Linked DNA regions of Mus musculus: region 2 is linked to region 1. The links are chromatin contacts, called in public HiCAR-type maps. All regions are on one chromosome and are shown on one strand. Each heading gives the region's core, a stretch centred on a gene start, on an enhancer-like site or on the middle of the called end of the contact. The rest is flanking DNA. Distances are from core to core; before and after follow the strand shown.

Region 1 (6,916 bases), core at 2,884-5,383:
TGAGAGTGCGACACGGTGTTTGCTGAGTGGATGAACAGGAGCCTGAGGGCACCACTCAGCTCGGGCAGTGTTCCTGAGTGTCCTGGGGAGAATGAGCCTGACCACACACTAGCTCTAAGCCCCAGGGACAGGGACAAGCATAGGTGATCATCAGTGCTATTTTTAGGGCCAAACTCAGGCTCTGCCAACTAAATCTCAGCACCTAGTCCTTCCTGGGCCACTCACAAGGCTAAGAAGAGGAAGACATTCACTGTTGGGGAGAAGATGGCCACCAGGATTCATACAGCCTGGGACTCACATGCCCTATGTCTAGGCATCTGTGACAAAACATGGTGACACTCTACCAAAGAATGTAGAGATGGTGGCTAGCAGCTGAACAAAGACATGGAACTTCACTTTAGATTTGAGATCTGGCCATGTAATAAAACAAGGTACATTTTCAGTCTCAGAAATTATTGTGTTCTTATTCACGAACCCCTTTGTTATCTCTCTAAGCAGCAGCAACACTCTATCACCCTTCTTCATCTTAGGGGCCAACACTAGCAATTAGTCTGTAGGAGGCCTATGCAAAGAGCTACAAAGCACCATGTCCTCTGTGACCTCCGGTGTCCTTTGCTGGCGCGGAAGACGAGCATGCCCAACGTGCTTTGTGTCAGACAGGGCCTGACTAAGTTCCCTTGCACCTGTTACTCTTAATACTAGGTGCCAGTCCCAAAGATGTCATCTGATACCCAACAGGGGACAGAAGAGGAAATCCAGAATCAGTGAGAAGCCTGAGTCCCGAGAGATCAAGGGCAATGTCACTCAAGTTCCTTGACAACCGTGGTCACAACAACAACCACATGGAAATAAATAAGACCAGTCTTAAGCTAAACTATTTTGCACTCATCTTCAGAAACGTCTTTATCTACCCAAGCGAGCACTCCCGGCCAGGATCGTCAGGGTTCACTTCCCTAGAAAAGATTCCAAGTGAAGTGGTTTATATACACTCCAGTCGTACCGCACAGGATGAAAATACCCGTGGCTACTACCACTTCCTTACAAAAACCTTAACATTTAAATCACAAGAGCAGTTGTTGTTGTTGTTGTTGTTGTTAACTTTAGTTTTTGAGACAGAGTCTTATGAAGCCCAAGCCAGCCTTGAACTCACAAGGTATCTGAGAATAACCATGAACTTCTAAACCTCTTGCTTTCACCTACTAAGTGCTGGGAGTGAAATAGGTTTTTGTGTGGTTTGTTTTGTTTTGTTTTGTTTTTGAGAAAAGGGTCTTGCTGTCTAGTCTGGAATGACTTCAAATTACGCAACCCAGACTGACCTCATCCTTGCTTAACAACTCTTGCCTCAGTCGCCCAAGTGTTAGCTAGCATCACAGAGATAAGCACCATGCTTAGCTATTTTACCTCCACTTTGTGTGTGTGTGGCTGTGCACCACATGTGTGGAGTACTTGAAGCGGCCAGAAGAGGGCGTCAGATTCCCTGGAACCAAAGTTACACATCCCGGAGCTGCCAAGTATGAGATGGGAATGAAACCCAGGTCATCTGGAGGAACATGCAGTGCTTTAACCGCTGAGCCATGTCTCTGGCCACATCCTTCTAAATTCTGAACAGTGGATTGTGATCTAGGCTAACACCAAGTGGAGAGGCTCTAGGGAAATCCTGAGAGGATCAATAAAATCTAAACTAACACCTTGGTCTGGTATTGAATTCACTCCTAGCTGAGGTTGTCTGTGTAAGTAACACACAGCAGCTTTCAGAAGCACCTCTTCAGGACCTGAACTTAGTACTAGGGATCTTACTGGGATTTGTGGGGGGTGGTGGTTACAGACTCTGCAACTGCTCTACCTCATTGTGACTCTGTCTTCTATAAGGTCACCAAGGATGGCTCAGTATTAAGCCCTGCAAAGCACAAAATTTTCCTACCTCTGCCTACTCCGTATGCACAGGAAGTCTCAACTTAGAAATTTCTATTAAACCTTCTCCTTTAAAAATGAACCTCAACTAGTTACTGAGAACCCTCTAATGTTGTTTTTTTTTTTTTCTTTCCCACTGCAAAACATTAAGAATCCACGATTCTCTGCTCCTGTTCTCACCCCCATCCTCCATTGCAAATGTAATGTACGCAATTTTGACAGCAGCTCTGGAGCAGTGAATTCCTCTTGGCGAGTCTCAGTCCGGAACCTTCCAGCTCCCCCTTCCCTGGGGCAGAAGGCGACAATCTCCTCTTTGGCTTTGTTGGTATCCGTTTTAGCCCCCACCCCACCCCCCTTTTCCTAGTGCCTAGCTATTTCCCTTGATCTTTTTCAAAACTTCCTCCAGGGGGCCGAGAGGAAAGTTCCATCCCCTTCCCTTGAAACCCGAAGGGGGGAAACCCCCCAAAAGCATAGCTGTCCCTTTAAGGGGCCCATGTGGTGGGAAGAACAGTTACATTCCTACCCCAGTAGGGCTGCTGTCCTAACACGCCGAAGAGGCTACAAATAACCTTCGAGGAGAGAGCCCGAGAGGGGGAGAACGAGGCGCGAAGAGGAACGTGGGTCGGCCAGACTACCAGTCGGAGAGAAAAGACTCGGTCGGCGTTAGATACCACATGGAAAAAGCCATTGAAAACCCACGAGCGGTTTAAATAGCAGACACCAGAACTTTGTTTTGGACTCGGGAGCTAAAACAATCTTTAAAACAAGTGCCCAGACAGCTCCACACCCTGCCAGGCAAGTTCCGAAATCTGCACTTTCCACACGAGCTCCTCCATGTGAAAGAAAGAACCCGTGAATCGCCAGGATCTGCAGACCGCTCTTTCTGAACCCCACCCCCTCGTCCCGCAGCCAGGGAATCGAAGAACTGGATCTCCCCCACGTGGAAAAGCCGGCGGGTGAATATAGTTGAGAGTTCAAAGATCGATCTTTGATCTTTGGGCACAAACTCAGAGGCAGCTGCTAAATCTCCGGGTGCACCCACGTTCCCAAGCTGCTGCAGAGAAGCAGATTCCACTGCAGTCCTAAGTAGACATAACAGTTGCGTCCGGGCACCGAACACGTTATTAATAAGGAGCAGATGAAGCAGCAGTGCCGCTGCCATCCGCCCAGCTCCCCGGAGGCCAAGGCCCCACTGCACGGGTCGCGAGGCTGCCTTTGGAAGTTCCCAAAGAACGCGCCCCTGCGCTTTACCCGGGCCAGAACCGATCTGAGGGAGCTTTCCAGCAGTTTCTTCCCAAAGTTCCTCCCCAACCTCTTTTCCATCGCTGTTCCCCACCCCTCCCTTGGGGAGGATCCGGGGCAGGAAGCTGATTGGCCGCAGCCAGGAGAGGGAACCCAAAACTCCACTTAGGGGAGATGCTGCACGCAAGTATGAACCAAGGACCCTCAGAGAGAGCAGGGTTTCGAGTCCGAGAAATTGCTCCCCAAGTCCATGAATCCCGGATGCTCAAGTAACTCAGATTCAGCTGGGCCCCTCTCCGCAATCCACCCAAGATCCCCCAGTCCCTGGAAAGAGAACTGTTTACAATTTATGGGTTTAGCGACCATCCTCCCCGCCTTCCTTTCTTTGCACACATTCATTCGCACGCACCAGGGACACAGAAGCCCTGCCTTAACCTGAAAGGGAACCCGCCCCTGGCTCGTTAAAGAGCAGCGATGGAAGCCGAGAGAGCGTCTTGGGTCTTCTTCCACCCGGCCCAGACTACAGCGGGGACGAGTCCCACCACCGCTGTCCCCTCTCGTGCTAGAAGAGCTGCGGGGGCTGCTATTGCTTTCCTCCGCTCGCTCTGCCAGGGTTGGTGCTCGAAGTGAGCTCGAGGGTGGGACTTCAGGCCCCAGCCTCACGGTCCCACTCCCAGGAGGCGAGTCCTGCAGCGACCAGTCTCAGGGACAAACTTTCCCGGTGGCCCGGTCGGCGCGGGCGCTGCGACGCCGCTTACCGTGTGCGCAGAGCAGGGCGCCAAGCAGCAGCGCGCCCCACCACCGCCTCATGGTGCTGCGGCCGCCGCCGGCGTTCCCTGCCGGCCCGGGGGTCCCGCGGGCTCCCAAGGGACGCCGGGGCGGAGAGAATCAGCGGAGGGTTCCCCCGGGTTGAAAAGCGTCCCGGGTCCAGCTCGGCCGGCGCGCCCTGCAAGTCGCCCTCCGGGCTGCTGCTGCCTCCTGTACTGCCGGAGTTGAAGCCGCCCCGCCAGGGGACCGGGAGGGGGTGTCCCGAGCCTGGCCGCCCCGCCTCCCGCGTCTCGGCCCCCGCCACCACCACCCCGCCTGGTCCCGCCCCCGGCTCTGGCCCGGCCCCTTCCCGCCCTCTGCCCTCGCCCCCCAGTCCCAGGACCCCACCCGCCTGTGCCTCTTGCGCTCGCCTTAGCTCCTACTCAGTCTGCCCTAACATTCCTAGCCTTCCGGAGAGAGCCCCTTATCTGTCCCCATTACTGCGACTCAAATATCCCCAGCTTAAACAGAAAATTATCGTACTGGCAACTCTCAGCCTGGGTTCATTATCGGTCCACACTAGGGAGGAGCACCCGTGCTGACCCAAGTCGCCTGGGCGTGACCCCGGCCCCCCTACCAGCTCCAACTCCAGACTTTATTGTGATGTTTCAAAAATATGCAAGGCTTGCTAGAGCATAATTCTCTCGGCCTTTATTGACACCAAACAAGGGACATCAGGGGGCCTACAGTGTTGTGTCTCAACTAGTGTTCTCACTGTCAAAAATCCCTATTCTGAAGTTTTTCTTCTTGCACCCCAGCCCCTCCCCCGGTCTAGGCAGTGTTGTTCTTGGGCTAAATAATTCGGCGACCTCCCCTTTTCATTTATTCATTTCCTGAGGTGAAGTTGTCTGGGTCCTGTCTCCCCAGTTCAAATGCCCAGATTTGGCCCAGACAATCTCAGTTCCTCCATACTGTCTGTGAATGAGCCCCTTCACCATCCTTGACTTTCTGATCCTGGCAAGAAAGGGGTAGGGGGTAAGGAAATAAGTCAGTACTTAGAGTTGCACTCTGCCAAGAAGACCTGGGCCTTCTTTCGGCTCCTGTTTGTAAGGCTTTCCAGCAGTATGAAACGTTTGGATTACGACATAAACTTCTAATCCACTCTCGATGTTATCTCTGTGGTCTTCCCCACCCTCCGCCCCTTGAATACTAGTAGTTATTTGTTCATCTTGCTGCCTCCTGTGTTCCCAGGTTGTTTTGTTGCTTTTTGCTTACACCCCCTAACTTTCTTAGGGCCTGATATATTACTTTCCCCTCAGACCTGGCCTGCCAACATTGTTTGGCTTTCATTCATCTTATCCTGGACTTAGCTGGGAGAGAAGTAATTTGGTATAGTGCAAAGTGGATATTAGGCAATTTCTCCAAATGGATAGGTTGACGTTTCATCCTTGCTTGTTTTCCATTTTTCAAAATTTTCGTTTTAAATTGCCATCTTTGACCAAAGCTAACATTAAGCATACTTTGTGAAAGCTACAATAACAGAAAAATATGACATTAATTTATTCTGTGCTTTATGGTGTTCCCCCCTTCCCCTCACCCCCGAAATTTTTGCCTATCTATCAGTGGCAACTTGGTTGAACCAAGTTCCTGCATCACCATGGTAACTAATGCCTAGCTATTTTCTGGCTGTGTAATTTTTCCTGGAACCTGAAGGCGGCAGTAGAATCAGATGAGGTTTACGTGGGTTGAGAGCTTAGGAAAGAGTGGATTTCTCTGGCTTGTGTGGCAAGGTCAGTCACTTTAGTCTGATGTAGAAGGAGAGAAACGTGAAGGCCAATTTCTCAACTGCCCCTACCTTTCTGATTCAATTCCCCATTGCCTTCAGGATTTCAATGCATGCTGCTTAGGAAGACTTTTAAACTGAGAGAAAAAGATCTTGTGATTCTGGAGACCACATTTTGTTCCAAGTGACTACCAGGGATGCGATATAATGAATACATTCCCCCAAAAAAATAAAAATCCAGGACAGACGGTCCCCATTCTTTCGATATCAGGGGATTAAGAATTTATGAACAGTTTCCACTCTGTATGCAAAGGACAGTTTCCTTTCTAGAGGAATGATTGTTGTCGTTTTCGAGGGATTGGAAAGGAAGCAGGGGACTGGCAGTCCCTGTCTGACTGGGGGCGGGGGGAGGAGAGAGAGACTGCATTTTCAGTGTGCATCCCCAGCCCTTTGCCATGCTTCAGCATGGTGCTGGTGTCAGAGCCATCCTTGGCCACTGGGAATCCCTGGGAATATCAATGGGTAGAAACTAACTTTGCCTGGGTCACCCCCTAGGGTGAGTTAAGTCTTGGCTGTCAGAGACTGTTCTTATGCCAGGAGGAGTAAGCCATATTTATTTTTACCAGGCCTCTCAGACTTTCTTGTTTGGAGTGAGAGATCCTGAAAACCATGCCAGAATGGGCTGTTTGTCTCCCTTTATTGTCCTTTGGGACATGTCCCTAGAAAATTGGTAGAGAACTGCCAATTCCTGAGGGGTCTCAGAGGCATTGGTTTCCTCAGAAACACCAGCCCCTTTCCTTCATCCTTCTAGGACAATCCAGGGAACTGAATTTCCACGATCACAATATTGCCTTACACCACACCATCACTAATGACCCTTTCAAAGGAAACACGGGGGTGCTACGGAAACAAGCTAGAAGGGGGCATGGTTTTGATCCAACTAGGGCAGGAGAATTCTTGTAACCCAGGCATCACTCAACAATTTAATTTCTAAGTACAATTCTTCTAAAAGTGATAAAAGCTTGAAGCTTCACATCTTAAGACATTAAATCAGGAGTGACTTTGCAAGCATGGGGCAGCAGCTGTAGGCATTTTTGAAAGTGGGTACCATTAGCATCTCGTGGGTTAAGTGAAGCCAGGTTTGCTGGTGAACATCCTATAATGAACAGGATATTCCCCAATAAGAAGACTTGCCAGCCTAACTAGTAAGTGGTGCTGAGCTTGGGAAACTCC
Region 2 (6,971 bases), core at 3,005-5,504, 130 kb after region 1:
TGAGCCGTGCAGGAAGCACACAGTGGCCAGAGGCTCACTGCAAGTTCCAGGCCAGCCAGCTGCCTAGAGAGGCCCTGTCTTAAAAGGGAAGGGGAGGCCCACGGTACCATCGCCTTATCTTCCATGCTTCCCAGTTGACTGGCAGTGCTCGATCCCTGGGATTTAGCAGAGGATCCTCCTCTCTGTGCTTCAGTTTAGTCCTTCCTCACACAGCCAGGACTTCAAAGGATTCGTTCCCATTATAACAGCCAGTAGGAGATGTTTTTCTTTTCAAACATTCCCTTTTACAAACTTCCTTACATTTATTTGTGTGTAGATGTGGGGGGTGGGGGGTGGGTGTCACATGTGGATGTCAGAGGACATTCCCTTATGGTAATGTGGGTCCTTGGATTCAGCTTTGTTCATTAGTCTTAGCAGCAGAGCTTTTATACACTAAGCTGTCTCTACCCACTGAGCTGCCTCACAGGTCCCAATTTATTATTTTTTTTTAATTTTTAATTTACTTATTTATTTTTGTTTTTTCTTCGAGACAGGGTTTCTCTGTATAGCCCTGGCTGTTCTGGAGCTAACTCTGTAGACCAGGCTACCCTCGAACTCAGAAACCCACCTGCCTCTGCCTCCCAAGTGCTGAGATTAAAGGCATGCGCCACCACTGCCTGGCTCTGACTTATTTTCTTTAAGGCAAAATAAGAAATTTGGAGCTCTTGCTGTTTTTGCTTTGCCTTAAGATTTATTTGTTTGTTATTTACAAAACAAACAGTAAACTACTGGCTAACATACTCTGACATTCTCCTTGGTGTCTTTATACCTTTTGGATCCTGGCAAAATGTTAAAGCATTTAACACATCACCAGCTCATCTCCACGTCTTCAGATAGAAAGGCCGTCTGCCACAGTGTGGATTAAATCACATGAGGACACATGTATTGGAGATGATATTACTTAAGTCTGGCCATATGAACAGCATTACCCAATGCCCTTCCTTTCTCATCTTTAGTAGAATAGACAGTCAGTATGAGAGTGGATGAGGCACAGATCTATTTAATGGATGACACATTATCACTCTCTAGAAGAAATATATAGCATTTTATTTTGAGGGAATCCTCATACTGATTTACTTGGGACACTAAAGGCCCTGCAAGCCTAACCTCTGTAGGCCTAGTTTACAGAGAAGAGCCCTTTTACATAGCATTTTTTATTTGGCTCACTAACCTCTAATTCCTACTCACTTGCGGCTAGCTTTTAAAGAGGTGGTCAGTTCCCATGACTGCTAAATATCTCTCATTGCTTGAAGAGTGTTTGTGGGAGGTCTTGATCCAGGTTTTTGCATTTCCTGAGTGCACATTCTGGTTCAGTGCTTCTCCCCCCAGTCGTGGAAAGGTGGTAGTGGTTGTCTCAGAAAAGGGAAAAGGGGGTACTCACTACACAGTCCTCTGTGCTCCTGTGTACAGTGACCTTTGGAACAATAGCCTGAGTTCTTTCTCTTCACCACCATGATAGCCTTTGCCTTTTTTTTTTTTTTTTTTTTTTTTTTTTTTTTTTTTTTTTTTTTGAGACAGACGTCACTCTGCAGCCCTAGCTGGCCTGGAACTCACTCTGTAGACCAGGCTGGCTTTGAACTCGGAGAGATCCACCTGCCTTCATGCATGCTGATGTTACAGACATGCAGCATAATGTCTGTTCTTAGAGGCCCACTTAGCGCTGCCTGCCTTTGCTTTCTCCTGGCAGATGGAGAGAAATCGGTGTTGGTGGAGACAACACCTTCAAAACACATTTCTGTCAGTGTGATCATCCTATATTAAAGAAAGAACCAGAGGACGTGGGTCTAGACAACCCCAGAGCAACCTCATGGGGTCAGCAAGGTGTTTGCTTGAAGCACGATCACACTGTGACCTACGTGAGCTGCCTGTGCCCAGCCGCCATGTCTCTGCCTGTGGGAAGGGAACAGCCGCAGCAACCACTGCCTCCACGGAGGTTCGGGAGAAATCTAATGAGATAATGAACTCCATCCTACTTAATTCTCTTACAAGGGAGCATATTGTTGACTTTGAGGGGTCTGGCAATCTATTACCTCCTCAAATAGGACTATTGTGAAAAGCTAACCCACTGCCAAGAAGTAGCCATTGATTCTGTGGCTAGATCAGGCCCAGTGTAGGGAGGGGAAAGGAAAGGATTTTGATTTCTCTCTTGGAAGAGCTGTCATTAACTAGATAGATACAAAGCGCGTTCTTTCTCTCTCTCTCTCTCTCTCTCTCTTTCTCTCTCTCTCTCTCTCTCTCTTTCTCATCAGAACAGAATGTCATTGATGCTCATTTTGAGAGAATATTAGGTTCAGTCTCAGTCAGATATTTATTCTCTCTCTCTCTCTCTCTCTCTCTCTCTCTCTCTCTCTCTCGCTCGCTCTCAGATAATAGGACCTTACTCTTTAGCCCAGGATGGCATTGAACTCACTGCAGTTCTCTTGCCTTAGGCTCTTATGGTCTTGTTTGTTTGTTTTTGTTGTTTTAATTTACTTTTTTATGTGTGTTGGTGTTTTGTCTGTCCATATGTCTATTTGTGGGTGCCAGATACCCCAGTACTGAAATTAGAGACAGTTGTGAGCCACCATGTGGGTGCTCAAAATTGAACCAGGGTCCTCAGGAGAGAAGCCAGAGCTTTTAACCACTGAGTCAGTCTCTCCAGCCCCCTGGGATTAGGCTCTTGAAAGGATTGCAGGCACGATCCCCAACATCTTTTCTTCTCATGCCTTCTCTCCTCTTCTCCCGGCTCCTTCTCTACTTCTTTTAATTTTTGGACATAGCAAACTCAGACTCACACAACTCAGACTGGCTATTTTACCAAGTATGGCCTTGAACTCCTGATTCTAGTTCCCAAGTACTGGGATCTCAGCCTGTGCCACCACACTCAGCTAGAACATGCATTTTCAGTGGGGGCAGTATTACCTCCAGCAGGACAGAAGATGGTTTCTTTAGTGATTAAGAAGGGGGGGGTTGTTATAGTTTGGGATGTAGCTAGGAAACACATATCCAATGGGGTTGAGGGTAAAGATGACACAGCAAGGTTGAAGAGCATCCCTGTGGTCTAGAACAAGCATGTAGATGTCAGTTCCTCTTTCTGAGCTGTTTTCCCTGTGCCTAGGCAAGCTGCAGATTGTCAGGTCTGATGCAAATTGCTATTGATTATTACGTTCTTCTAAAAGGAACTGAGTTCAGAGAGAACTTAAAAGAAGATGAAATTTGTCCCCTAAGGGGTAAAGATTTCAGACAATCAACTTAAACATAAAACCTACCCGTTAGAACCAATACTTCATGCTTAAATAAAATGTGGTTAAATCTTTAATGTAGGAGGTTTCTTTCTTCTCTTGCCTCTTCAGCCGTATACAGCACATCAAGGGTAGAGATGATCTTCAAAGTGCTTCAAAGAAGAAGCCAGATCTGGAGAAAGAAGAGGGTGCGGTTCCCAAAGGCAGGGCAGGCATAATTGTCTAAACAGTGACAGAAAGCGGGCAGCGTGAGAGGAGAGTGGGAGTGGACATTTAGGAAATGTTGCTGTTGTTGCTTGTGTTACACACATTTATACATCAGAAGTAGGTCCCCTCCTGCCCCCACCATTTGTCTTCTGTAGTTTCAAACACTTAGAATGGGTGAGGCAGCTCAAGACTCACTCAGTCAGCACTGTAAAACTTGGGAGAGACCTGTGGCCGGTTAGGCTTAGCAGCCCTGAAACAACAGGATATTAGAAATAGTTCCCCTACCCTTTGGTCTTCCGTACCAGTGTAGCCAGCTGTTGTCTCCTTTTCCTGGGTAACTCGAAGGGAGAGAAACAGCAATGGTTTCCTGCACCTGCCTGTTTCACAGGCTTGTTTGGAAATATTCTTTCTCCAAGCTAGGTGTGACAAGCACAGGGCTGCTGGGCAGAAATTCAGCCAGATCCCCGTCTGCTGATCTCTTAGATCCTATTTGAAGATGGGATAAATTCTAGAGAGGCCTTCAGTTCTTGACACCACTCCTCTCCCTAACTCCCAAATCTGCCAAACTGTCCATTACAGCAACCTCAGATCCCACCAGCTTCTCTTTGCTACCCATGGGTGGGTGTAACCCAACCTCCTCACATCATGGCGAGCAGCTGGGCTTCTCTCTGCCCCATTACATTGCAGACATTCTTTTCACATCATTTTGTCCTCTCCACTGCATTCTCTCCACTTGGCCTCATTCCCTCTGTGCAAACTTCAGTTTCAAGGGACAGGAGTTTGCCAAGGAGATGCTGGCAGAGGGAGTCCCATTCCCCACTTTCTATCTGAAGAGCCCAGTGTCACTCATTAGCATATGAGAAGAATGGTTGTAAATAAACATCAAATGAGGTTAACGAGCTACAGCACATCAATATTAATGAAGTCCACCTCACAGACTCAAGAGGTACCGAGGGCAATCACAAGAAGCGGTTTCATAAAGCCCCGATTACAGGGCAAGAAGGGTTAGATTCAGCCCTTAGGAATGTTGGTCATTTCATGACCCCAGGAATGCTGCAGAGGAAGGCTGTCTGATATCAGATCTATGCTTGCAAGCCCCCTTGCATTCAGATGGCATCTGTTTGTCTCAACAGGTGGCAGCCTAGACAGAAGGGCTGTGCCTGCAAGGCCAGAATCTGGGGTGGGAATATTCCAAGTCAAAAATGAGGTCTCAGGCAATCCGGCCGTTGAGCTCACATTATTCCAACCATGTGAGCTCACATTTAGCCAGTAGCTCGTGGAAACCAAACTTTTGTTTCTAAAGTCCTATAACACCTATGAGCTTGGTCGCCTCAGCTCAATAGAGACTTTCCCCATGTTATGCCGTTTATGTGCCAGCCACTACTTGGATCTCCCACACATCCGTGTTTGGTTGCTGTACCCATAATTAGAAGTCAGAACGTTAAGCACAGCGATGTTTTGTGGAGCACTTACCGTGTTCCAGGCAATATACTGAATGGCTTGGGTGTATTTATATACTCCTCACAATCATCCCATGAGGATATTCTCATTTTGTAAATGAGAAGATTGAAGCTCACTGATTTCAAGGGCCTAAGACCACACTTCTGACAAATGACCTCAGAGGAGCTCAGACCTAGAGCTGTGTGACCTCACTAGCCTCTGTAGCAGCTTGGAGTCAGTCACAGAAGCAGCCTAAGCTTTCACGCCTCTCTTTCTTAAGGTGCAGCTCCCTCTCTGGTAACAGAGTCAGAAGACTTAGAGCTGTGGTCAAGACCCCTTTGGAAAACCTCTGTCTCCAAAAATACTTACATTACAATTCATAACAGTAGCCAAATTGCAGTTATAAAGTAGCTATGAAGATAATTTTTATGGCTGGTGGGGGGCGGTCACCACAACATGAGGAATTGGCTGTATTAAAGGAAGGTTGAGAACTGCTGCTGTAGAAACACATCTTTGAAATTTTTGGTTTTGTTTTGCCTTTCAAAACAGGGTTTCTCTGTATAGCCCTGGCTGTCCTGAAACTCACTCTGTAGACCAGGCTGGCCTGGAACTCAGAGACATGCCTGCCTCTGCCTCCCAAGTACTGGGATTAAAGGCGTGAATCACCAATACAGCCTGGCTGAAATTATTTTTGTAAGAGGAAGATTTTATTAAACGTGGTTTTCTTAATAATATAAATTTTGAGTCAGAAGGATATGCATTTTAAAAGTGTGGTGCGTGTGCATGTGTGTGTGTGTGTGTGTGTGTGTGTGTGTGTGTGTGTGTGTGTGTGTTGGGTGACACTGATACTGACTTATCCACCTGTCCCACCACTTCCTTTATGACTAGGCATATACCTTTATGACTAGGCATATACCTTTATGACTAGGCATATACCTGTATGAAGTCAATAGCAATGAGACAAGCCACCTGTTCTGCTCACCTCCTGGCGATCCTTAGCCTGTAATCGGAGTCTCATCACAGTGTGAACAACTGAGAGCCTGCTCTGTTGTGTCAGGTTCATACTGCAGCCTCTTTGTAACTCCCCTCAAAACAGGAAAAAGAACCTGATGCTTCATCCCTGGTTATTTTTAAAGAGGAACTCAGTGAAAGGACGAGGGCAAAGGTTGCTGTCTGTCTTGTGCCGCACTTCTGCAGACCTCAGGGCCCTTGCTCACTGACGTCCACTTCAGCAGAGCTGCCAGAACTGTCTCCACAGACTGCCCAGAGCTCACCCGTACAGGAGCCCGTCCTGCCACCAAGGTAACCAAGACTAGGAAGCAATTGAAACTGTGCCTTCCTTTCCCAGGCCTGTGGCTGTCAGCTTGCTCAGAATGAGGCAGACTGATGACTTTGTCTTCTTACCCGCACAGTTCTCATTTGAGCCTGGTCACATGGCTGTGCCTTCTGGTGGCCAAACAAGGATACGCTGTTTCCATTCTTTGCACCCTGGGTTTGGCCTGGCCATCTTTAGATGAAACCATTGGGACCCCCAAACCTTGAAGCTTTTCCAAGGACAAATTGCATGCAGAGGTGGAAGGAGGAGCCAAGCTGTGCAGTGGAGCAGCAATGGTGTGCAGTCGGATGCCTGAAAGAGCCAGGGGGTTAGTTCACTGCTGCTCTGAATACTCGGGCACACCAGCAAACTCAGATTAATAGGCTGTTTATTCTTCAGCATGTTCCTGGAATCAAAGGCTCTGGATGGGATTATTAAAGAGTGTTTGAGAGAGCTCCCTGGAACCCTCCTCCTGGGCTCCGCTCACTGAAGAGGAACGATTGAGGTCTTTCATTTCCTGGGCAGCATCTTTCTTGCTCAGTGCTCACTGCAGCGGAAAGGTCTGCAGTAGCTTTGTTAGAAGCACAGTCTTTGTTCCGTCCTTATGAAGTCCATTACCTACAGCACCTTGGTCCACTAACTCTAATCATTTAATGTTCTGGCCTCAAGCTGCCTGAAACTGATGAATGTAGTCCGTGCTATCTCAGCAAGTGGTTTTGTTTTAGCTTTTGTCTCTATTGGACAACAAT

What was found. HiCAR-type assays count read pairs that join an accessible place to other places.
Region 2: a contact with region 1 is called in a HiCAR-type map of astrocytes, with 14 times the contacts expected there. The contact joins the enhancer-like site here to the promoter of Lrp4 in region 1. A contact is called at or near these places in 18 of 39 promoter capture datasets (the C10 cell line, the HPC-7 cell line, HPC-7-derived erythroid cells and 12 more), 7 of 484 Hi-C or Micro-C datasets (bone marrow-derived macrophages, cerebral cortex, embryonic fibroblasts and 4 more), 28 of 115 datasets of contacts at active chromatin or transcription factors (the 230-238 cell line, astrocytes, bone marrow-derived macrophages and 17 more) and 3 of 9 other capture datasets (adipose tissue, liver and pancreatic islet).

What each region holds. Positions count from the first base shown.
Region 1 is chr2:91,454,748-91,461,663 of GRCm38.p6, reverse strand. Lrp4 (low density lipoprotein receptor-related protein 4) reads right to left here and starts at 4,133. Exons shown (of 38, transcript NM_172668.3): 1 at 3,912-4,133. The coding sequence starts at 3,963.
Region 2 is chr2:91,327,809-91,334,779 of GRCm38.p6, reverse strand. The region is part of intron 3 of 1110051M20Rik (RIKEN cDNA 1110051M20 gene); the gene reads left to right. Among named protein-coding and RNA genes, the nearest start is that of Arfgap2, 66 kb to the right of the region's middle. Within about 2 kb of position 4,254, at least 29 of the 459 cell types and tissues checked have an H3K27ac peak or open chromatin away from gene starts, as enhancers often do. A contact at or near this core is called in astrocytes, embryonic fibroblasts, embryonic forebrain and 6 more, where this site is marked.